Linked DNA regions of Sus scrofa: region 1 is linked to region 2. A link is a contact called in public Hi-C data. All regions are on one chromosome and are shown on one strand. The core of a region is the stretch at or near the end of the contact, and the rest is flanking DNA. Distances in the headings are between cores, read along the strand shown.

Region 1 (3,415 bases), core at 537-3,036, 820 kb before region 2:
CCTCTGTGAGGAGGAAGTAGAGTTTCATTCACCCTAGGAGTTACCCCGTTCGGTTTCTACCCAACCTCCTGCCCAGGAGTGGAAGGGGAATCTTAAAAATATCCCTTAAAGGGAATGAGCTCACCCAGCTCAGGCCTTCCTCTGAGGCAAATGGCCCAACCCCAAGCTCTTCTTTTCCTCCACAGCCTGGGCAGCTCAAGGCACCACACAGAGGACAAAATGAGGAAGCGAAATGTGGCACCACAGAGAGGACAAAGTTCCAAGTGAATTTTTCCTTATTTTTCCTACAGCTCTGTTCTTCATTTTTCTTCATTTCTCCAGAAAGCTTTTTTGCATGTGCCGTCTGGACTTAAGAGGATTGGTCTCATAGTTGTTGTAGGATGAATGAACTGAGGCAATGCTGTAATTTCTGATCAGAAACCAATGAACTATGGACGGAGGGTTCCTGAGGGAAGGGGGATGAAATTCTGAGCCCCCAGGGGCTGGAAAAAGTTTTCCACATGTTTGCTTTATGGGAGCCAGCCACAGATTGTATATATATATTTATATATGTTTTTGTCCTTTATCTTTTTAGGGCCTCACCCGAGGCATATGGGAGGTTCCCAGGCTAGGGGTCAAATCAGAGCTATAGATGCCAGCCTACACCACAGCCAGAGCAACGTGGGATCCAAGCTGTGTCTGCAACCTACACCACAACTCACATGGTAGTGCAGGATCCTTAACCCACTGAGCGAGGCCAGGGATCAAACCCATAACCTCATGGCTCCTAGTTGGATTCGTTTCTGCTGTGCCACGATGGGAACTCCCCCCAGACTGTATTAACATTATTTTATTTAAATGATTATTTATTTGTGAATGAATAATGCACCAAATTCAAAGAGTATTAACCAGTATGTAATGAAAAAAGGGTCTTACTTCTATGCCCTGGCCAGCCAGTTCCCTTCCTCAGTGGCAAGTACAGTTCTCAATTTCTCACTATCCCTTTGGAAATAATCACTTTTTCTTATTTTATTTTATTTTTGCTTTTTAAGGCCACACCTAAGGCATATGCAGGTTCCCAGGCTAGGAGTTGAATCAGAGCTGCATCTGCAGGCCTATGCCACAGCCATGGCAATGTGGGATCTGAATCTGGTCTATGACTACACCTCAGGTTGTAGCAACACCCGATCCTTAACCCACTGAGTGATTCCAGCCCACATCCTCATGGATACTTGTAGGGTTCTTAACCCACTGAGCCACAACAGGAACTCCATCTTTTTTTTTTTTTTTTTTTTTTTAATTTGCCTTTCTCTTTTAATGCCCTCCCTGTTCCATTTCTTGAAAAAGCACCCAGAAATTCAACACAAGGAAGCTCAAAGAGCCAAGGCAAGCCAGCCCCAAATTGGCAGGCTCCCTCTTACAGGGGCCAAAGTCCGGATGCTGTGGTCTCCGCTAAGAGACTGGTAGTAAAAGCTGGTGCAGAATAAGGTGGTTCCAGAAGCTAGCAGTAACCCAGCCCAGAGGGGTTTTCTGCACAGGGGCACCCCTAACAGGGCCAGGCTGTGTAAGAAGTGGTGTTTGTTGGCCTTGTCAAAGAGCTTTTCCCGTAGGCATCCAGAAACTGGGCTCTGTGCACTCCGTAGGAGGCCAATCCTAAGGCCCCAGCTGCGGACAAGGCACCCAAACTGCGGAAAACAGCCCCCGGACCGCATGGCAAAGAATGAACACCGCCTGGGCCACCCAAGAGGCAAGCTAATCCCGATCTTCCATGCAAATGAGGGCCACTGGTGCCCAATCCCGGCAGCGTTCATTTCTTTTTTCTTTTTTTTAAACACAAATAATACAGAGTTCCCCTCATGGCTCAGTGGTTAAGAATCTGACTAGGAACCATGAGGTTGCGGGTTCAATCAGTTCCCCTCATGGCTCAGTGGTTAAGAATCTGACTAGGAACCATGAGGTTGCGGGTTCAATCCCTGACCTTGCTCAGTGGGTTAAGGATACCACGTTGCCATGAGCTGTGGTGTAGGTTGCAGACACGGCTCGGATCCCGTGTTGCTGTGGCTCTGGCATAGGCCGGTGGCTACAGCTCTGACTCGACCCCTAGCCTGGGAACCTCCATATGCCCCTGGTGCAGCCCAAGAAATGGCAGAAAGACAAAAAAATAAAAATAAAATAAATAAACACAGACAATATGGTAGTGCATACACTGTTTTGTACCTTACTTTTTTTCCACTTATTTGGAGATTTTTCTTTGTAGTACATATTATGTATGTTTTTCAATGATTTATAATATTTAGTGATATGGATATGCCACCATTTCTTTAGTTGAGGCTTTATCTGTGGATAATTAGGTGATTTCCAATCCTTTACTGTTAGAAGCAGTGCTGAAAAATACTCTTGAACTTATTCCCTTTTGTCTTTCTGCAAGTATATCTGTAGGCTAAGTTCCTAAAATTAGAACTGTGAGGTCTAAGGGGACATGTATTTTTACTATTGATAAGATGTCAAATTCTTTTCCATAATCCCATCAGCATGGATGAAGGCTGGCTTTCTCACCTCCTTATGAACACAGTGGAATTTAAATTCTAACCAAAGAATTTAAGCTGGCCAAAGCCAATTCCTTTTGTTTCATTTCCTTAAGAAAAAAATCCCCGGGATGCTTAGAGGTAGGCATCATCCTACTAAATTTGCATTTGAAAATAATACATCTCCTACACTTTACATTTGTTTTCTAGTTTGGTTGCAGCTCAAGACCTGAGAGAATTTCTTTGAGAGTCTTTAGAGGGTAAAAAGGAACTAATAGTCAAGGAAGCTCATTGTGGTTTACTAGCTTTACAAGACTTCAAAAATCCAAGGCTTTTATAGTAGGCACAAAGGAGGGGTTTATTTTATTTTTTGACTCTTGAGAGCGGAGGAGTTCTTATCGCCAGCAGGGGGCAGCATGTCCCCACAGAGAGTCAAGCTGGACTTCTTCCAGCTGATTCAACAAGCTCTAGCCCAGGGACTAGATTGAAAGGCTCATTCACTTTTTAACCTTCTCTGCTATCTCGGTTGGAGCAGGCTAGAGTTCCTGTGTGTGGAACAAAGCTTAGCTAAAGAAACCCAGGATAGATCAAAATATTAAATGTATAGAATTTAATGCATTTAAGGACGGCACGGAATAAGGGGGAGGAGTACTGTGAACATAAATAATAGCACCAAATTGTAGAATAGAATTTAAACACATCACTTAATTATTCCAGCCACCATTTCTGCTATAAAGCATAGAGTATCTTAGATTTCATATCAATTTTGTTAAGTGCTAAAAATGTCAAAAAAACCTCCTGTTCCATAGAATAGAATTTATCATTTTAGCTTAAAAGGCAAATTAACCTGTTCCCTTAATTTTTTTTTTTTTTTTTTTTTTTGGTCTTTTTAGGGCCACAACCGCAGCATA
Region 2 (3,437 bases), core at 88-2,587:
CAATCTCTGTAGTACTGAACAATTAAATTCCCACTAGGGGACATAAGTAACCCACACTCCCAGCTCACTGCCTGATGACCTGCGATTGCAATGTTATGCCAGAGGGGACGCTAGCACCCAGAGGAAACACGACTTTTAGGCGGCACACGTGCTGGGGGTATAAAACTGAATGAACAATTCCTTACAAGAGTTCTCAGAAAGCGCCAAGATGATAATTAAACAAGAGAAATCCAGCCTTCTCCAGAGGGTTTATTAACTGATGCTGAGTCAGCGCCCGCATGGACAAAAAAACAATGTAGTCATACTGAAGGCCGGCCTGCTGTTCAAACAGTCTCGCCTGCAGATGTTAAAGAGTATCTCACTTCCCTTTTAGAACCAAACTCTTGTCTTAGGCCATATACACCCCTGCAAGTGCTGGTGAGTCAACCGTGGTGGGGTAAAGGAATGGGCAAAAAGTTGCAAGGTTGAGGTGGGAAGAGGCTCCTTTAAGCCAAATATTTACTCTAATGACTGGAAGATGCCAGTGAATCAACTCACTGTTAATTAATATCAGCCTGCACTCACCTTCAGAGGTGGTGAAATGAGCTTGAGTCTAGGGAGGACGCAAACTTCAAATACCAGCGTGGGGCTTAGCAGGCAACCCTAAAATTAGTTCCAGGTGCTCCAGCTGAGCTGGACAAGGCCACGAGTGGAACTTGAAGGAAAGTCAAATTTGAGACCCAGTGTTGGACTATAAAACCCTTCAAATAATCCAAAGAAGCACCAAACCAAACCATTTTTTTACTGTCATTGTAGCAGTCAAGGGATATAATTTAATGTGATATAATTTAAAATGAAAGCTGCAAAAAAGGAAGAGGGAATAAAGGAAGGAAGCAGGCCCCTGTCGTAAGAAAACGCATGTTCATATAGTCCTATCTAGGTATAGTCCAGCACAAAAGTGCTTGGGGGTGAGGAGGGGAGGCAGAGAGGAGAAGGGGTGGCCCACCAAATGTCACTCACCCCTTCTAGAAGGCCCGATGAGCACCGCATTTAGGATGCTGGCAAGCAGGCAGACGTCAGCACTGGTACAGCTGTGCAGAGAGAGCTAGCTATCTAAGGCTGCCCCTGCCTAGAGTCTTTACATCTCAAAGTGTTTGCTTCTAAGTAATGCCTTGGTGTGTTTTTAGTCACTATATTATTTCCCTCCCTGTTAGAGCACCAAAAAAAAAAAAAAAAAAAAAAAGCCAACCTCAGTTACCTTTATTAATCAGCATTTCTCAGGCAGAGTTCTCTCCTTAAGAGTGTTCACAATGGCAGCAAATCATGAATGATCCAAACAGCTCGCCTCTCAGAAACCCCCATCTATTCCCTTTGATGGTGTCATCACAGCAGCTCGACAAGCCTATGATATTCAGCCTCAGCTACTGGGCCCGGCCCAGTCCTCTCTCGGTGGGCTGGGCGTTGCATTTGTAGGCTGCCAGATGAGTGTGGGCGAAGACTATTGTAGAAGGAAGGGAAGTTGAGCACCAAATCTGGAGACCTGGCTCCCCTTGGGAAAAAAACAACAACTCTCTTTTTTTTTTTTTTCCTAAGGAAAGTAAAAAATGGGATGAAATGGGCCTAAGATGAAACGTGTTTTCATTTTCTAATTCAACTCCTGCTCTACCCAAACAAGGTCAATGACAGAGTAACCACATCAAGAGGACACCCCCCCCACCCTCCCTTCCCCACTCCCTACCCACCCACTCACCCTCACCCCCCACACCCACTTCCCACTTCCTGTAAGTCAGGCATCTTCATGCTGGTAAACATTTGGGGACCAACTGCAAGCCAGAGCTCCAAAAGCGGGGCACGGTGGCTTTGAAGCCCTCCCACATGTCTCAAAGCCAGGCTGAGCACCAGAGGGGTACTTGATTTTTACACTTTAACAGCCTTTTCAACTCAAATCATCAGGCTTGGCGTTCCGGCTGCCTTCCCTTTTTAAAGCCGGATGAGAAGGGCAGGGGTGTGTGTGAGTGAGAGAGAATGTATGTATGACACATGCTAGGTTACAATGCAGCGTGTGTGTCATTGGTATGATATGTGTATGATATGTTTCAACCATGGGTTGCATCAATTTAAAAATAGCACAGGCCTTCCTTCCCGTGACACAGCTCACCACCCCAACACACTGGACAAACATATTCAGGGCCTAACCCTTGGGATGGTAAGTAAGCCTAGGGGGCTGTGGATGTTTGGAAATGAGGTCAGTGTTTTGACTTCCTAAATAAGAGAAACAAAATTTAAGGGCAGTGAAGAACCAAAGCGGAGCTCCCTTCCCTCCCCTGGTAAGTGCCACCCAGAGAACTTTATAAAACTTTGTAAAACCCACACAAATGTCTGAGGTCTTGGGATTTACAGAACCACCTGTGTCTCATCCTACCTTCCTTTCAGATGGACAGTTGTGTCCTTATGGAATCATTTACGTATTTTTCTTTATTATTATTTTTAGGGCCACACCTACAGCATGTGGAAGTTCCCAGGCTAGGGGTCGAATCCAAGCTGCAGCTGCCAGCCTACGCCACAGACACAGCCACACAGGATCCGAGCCACGTCTGCGATCTACACCGCAGCTCACGGCAACGCCGGATCCCCAACCCACTGATCTGGGCTGGGGATGGAACCCAAAACTTCGTGGATATTAGTCAGGTTCTTAACCCGCCACGCCACAATGGGAACTCATTTACATATTTTTAAATTGTCCTTTGAGTTTGACATCCACGCACTTAATAAACAACCACAGCCAAATGATAACCATTTCTATGCGATGTGTGGGGAAACTCAGGTGGATTTCCAATATTTTTTTTTTTCTTTCTAACTAGGTATCTCTTTTATCCAATAGTCAGATAAGAGAGGGATTTAAATTTCTGGAAAATGCTGCGGGGCAGGACATGGGAAGAAAGATCATTTCTGAATCCGGAAAACGTTTCCTAAAATTGCATTCGGTAGGACAAAGGAAGAAACCACACAAACAGAAGGCAACATAGGGACTATAAATAAAGGAGGAAGAGAACAACAGGAAAGGTGTCCATCCTGATCCTCAGCTTCCTCTTCACTCTTCTCTGCATTCAGGGAAGAGGAAGAGTGGCGTCCACAGCACGAAGGAAGTCCTCTCTTCCTTCCCCTTCTCTCACCTTCCAGTGGGAGGGGAAACCACTCATTGAAGGGGTAGGGGCTGATCCAAGGTGGAAATCAAAGGGAGATTGTAGATAGGAGTGTTTTCCCAGAGTGAGATGAAAGAGGGGCGAGTTGTCTTGAAAACAAAGGCCAACAACCGATGAGACGCCTCAGCAGAGGAGCAGCTGTGAGGCAGGGAGGGCCGCGTAGGCAGCAGCGTCCCCGCGGAACAGGGAAAAGTGCCCTGCGGCGGGGGCTGTCACAGTGCACCTCCGTCCCCGCAACCCCAGAGCATCCAGCAA

What was found. A called contact is a pair of places that touch in the nucleus more often than the background predicts.
Region 1: a contact with region 2 is called in a Hi-C map of embryonic fibroblasts, with 2.6 times the contacts expected there. The contact joins the promoter of LOC100521350 here to the promoter of PRDM1 in region 2. A contact is called at or near these places in 1 of 47 Hi-C or Micro-C datasets (embryonic fibroblasts) and 1 of 2 datasets of contacts at active chromatin or transcription factors (alveolar macrophages).

Annotation. Positions count from the first base shown.
Region 1 is chr1:73,129,137-73,132,551 of Sscrofa11.1, reverse strand. LOC100521350 (transmembrane protein 256-like) reads right to left here and starts at 1,786. Exons shown (of 2, transcript XM_021084607.1): 1 at 1,582-1,786; 2 at 1,276-1,579. The coding sequence starts at 1,786. The coding sequence ends at 1,353.
Region 2 is chr1:72,306,996-72,310,432 of Sscrofa11.1, reverse strand. It overlaps PRDM1 (PR domain zinc finger protein 1), which reads right to left and starts at 1,337. Exons shown (of 7, transcript XM_005659341.3): 1 at 1,238-1,337.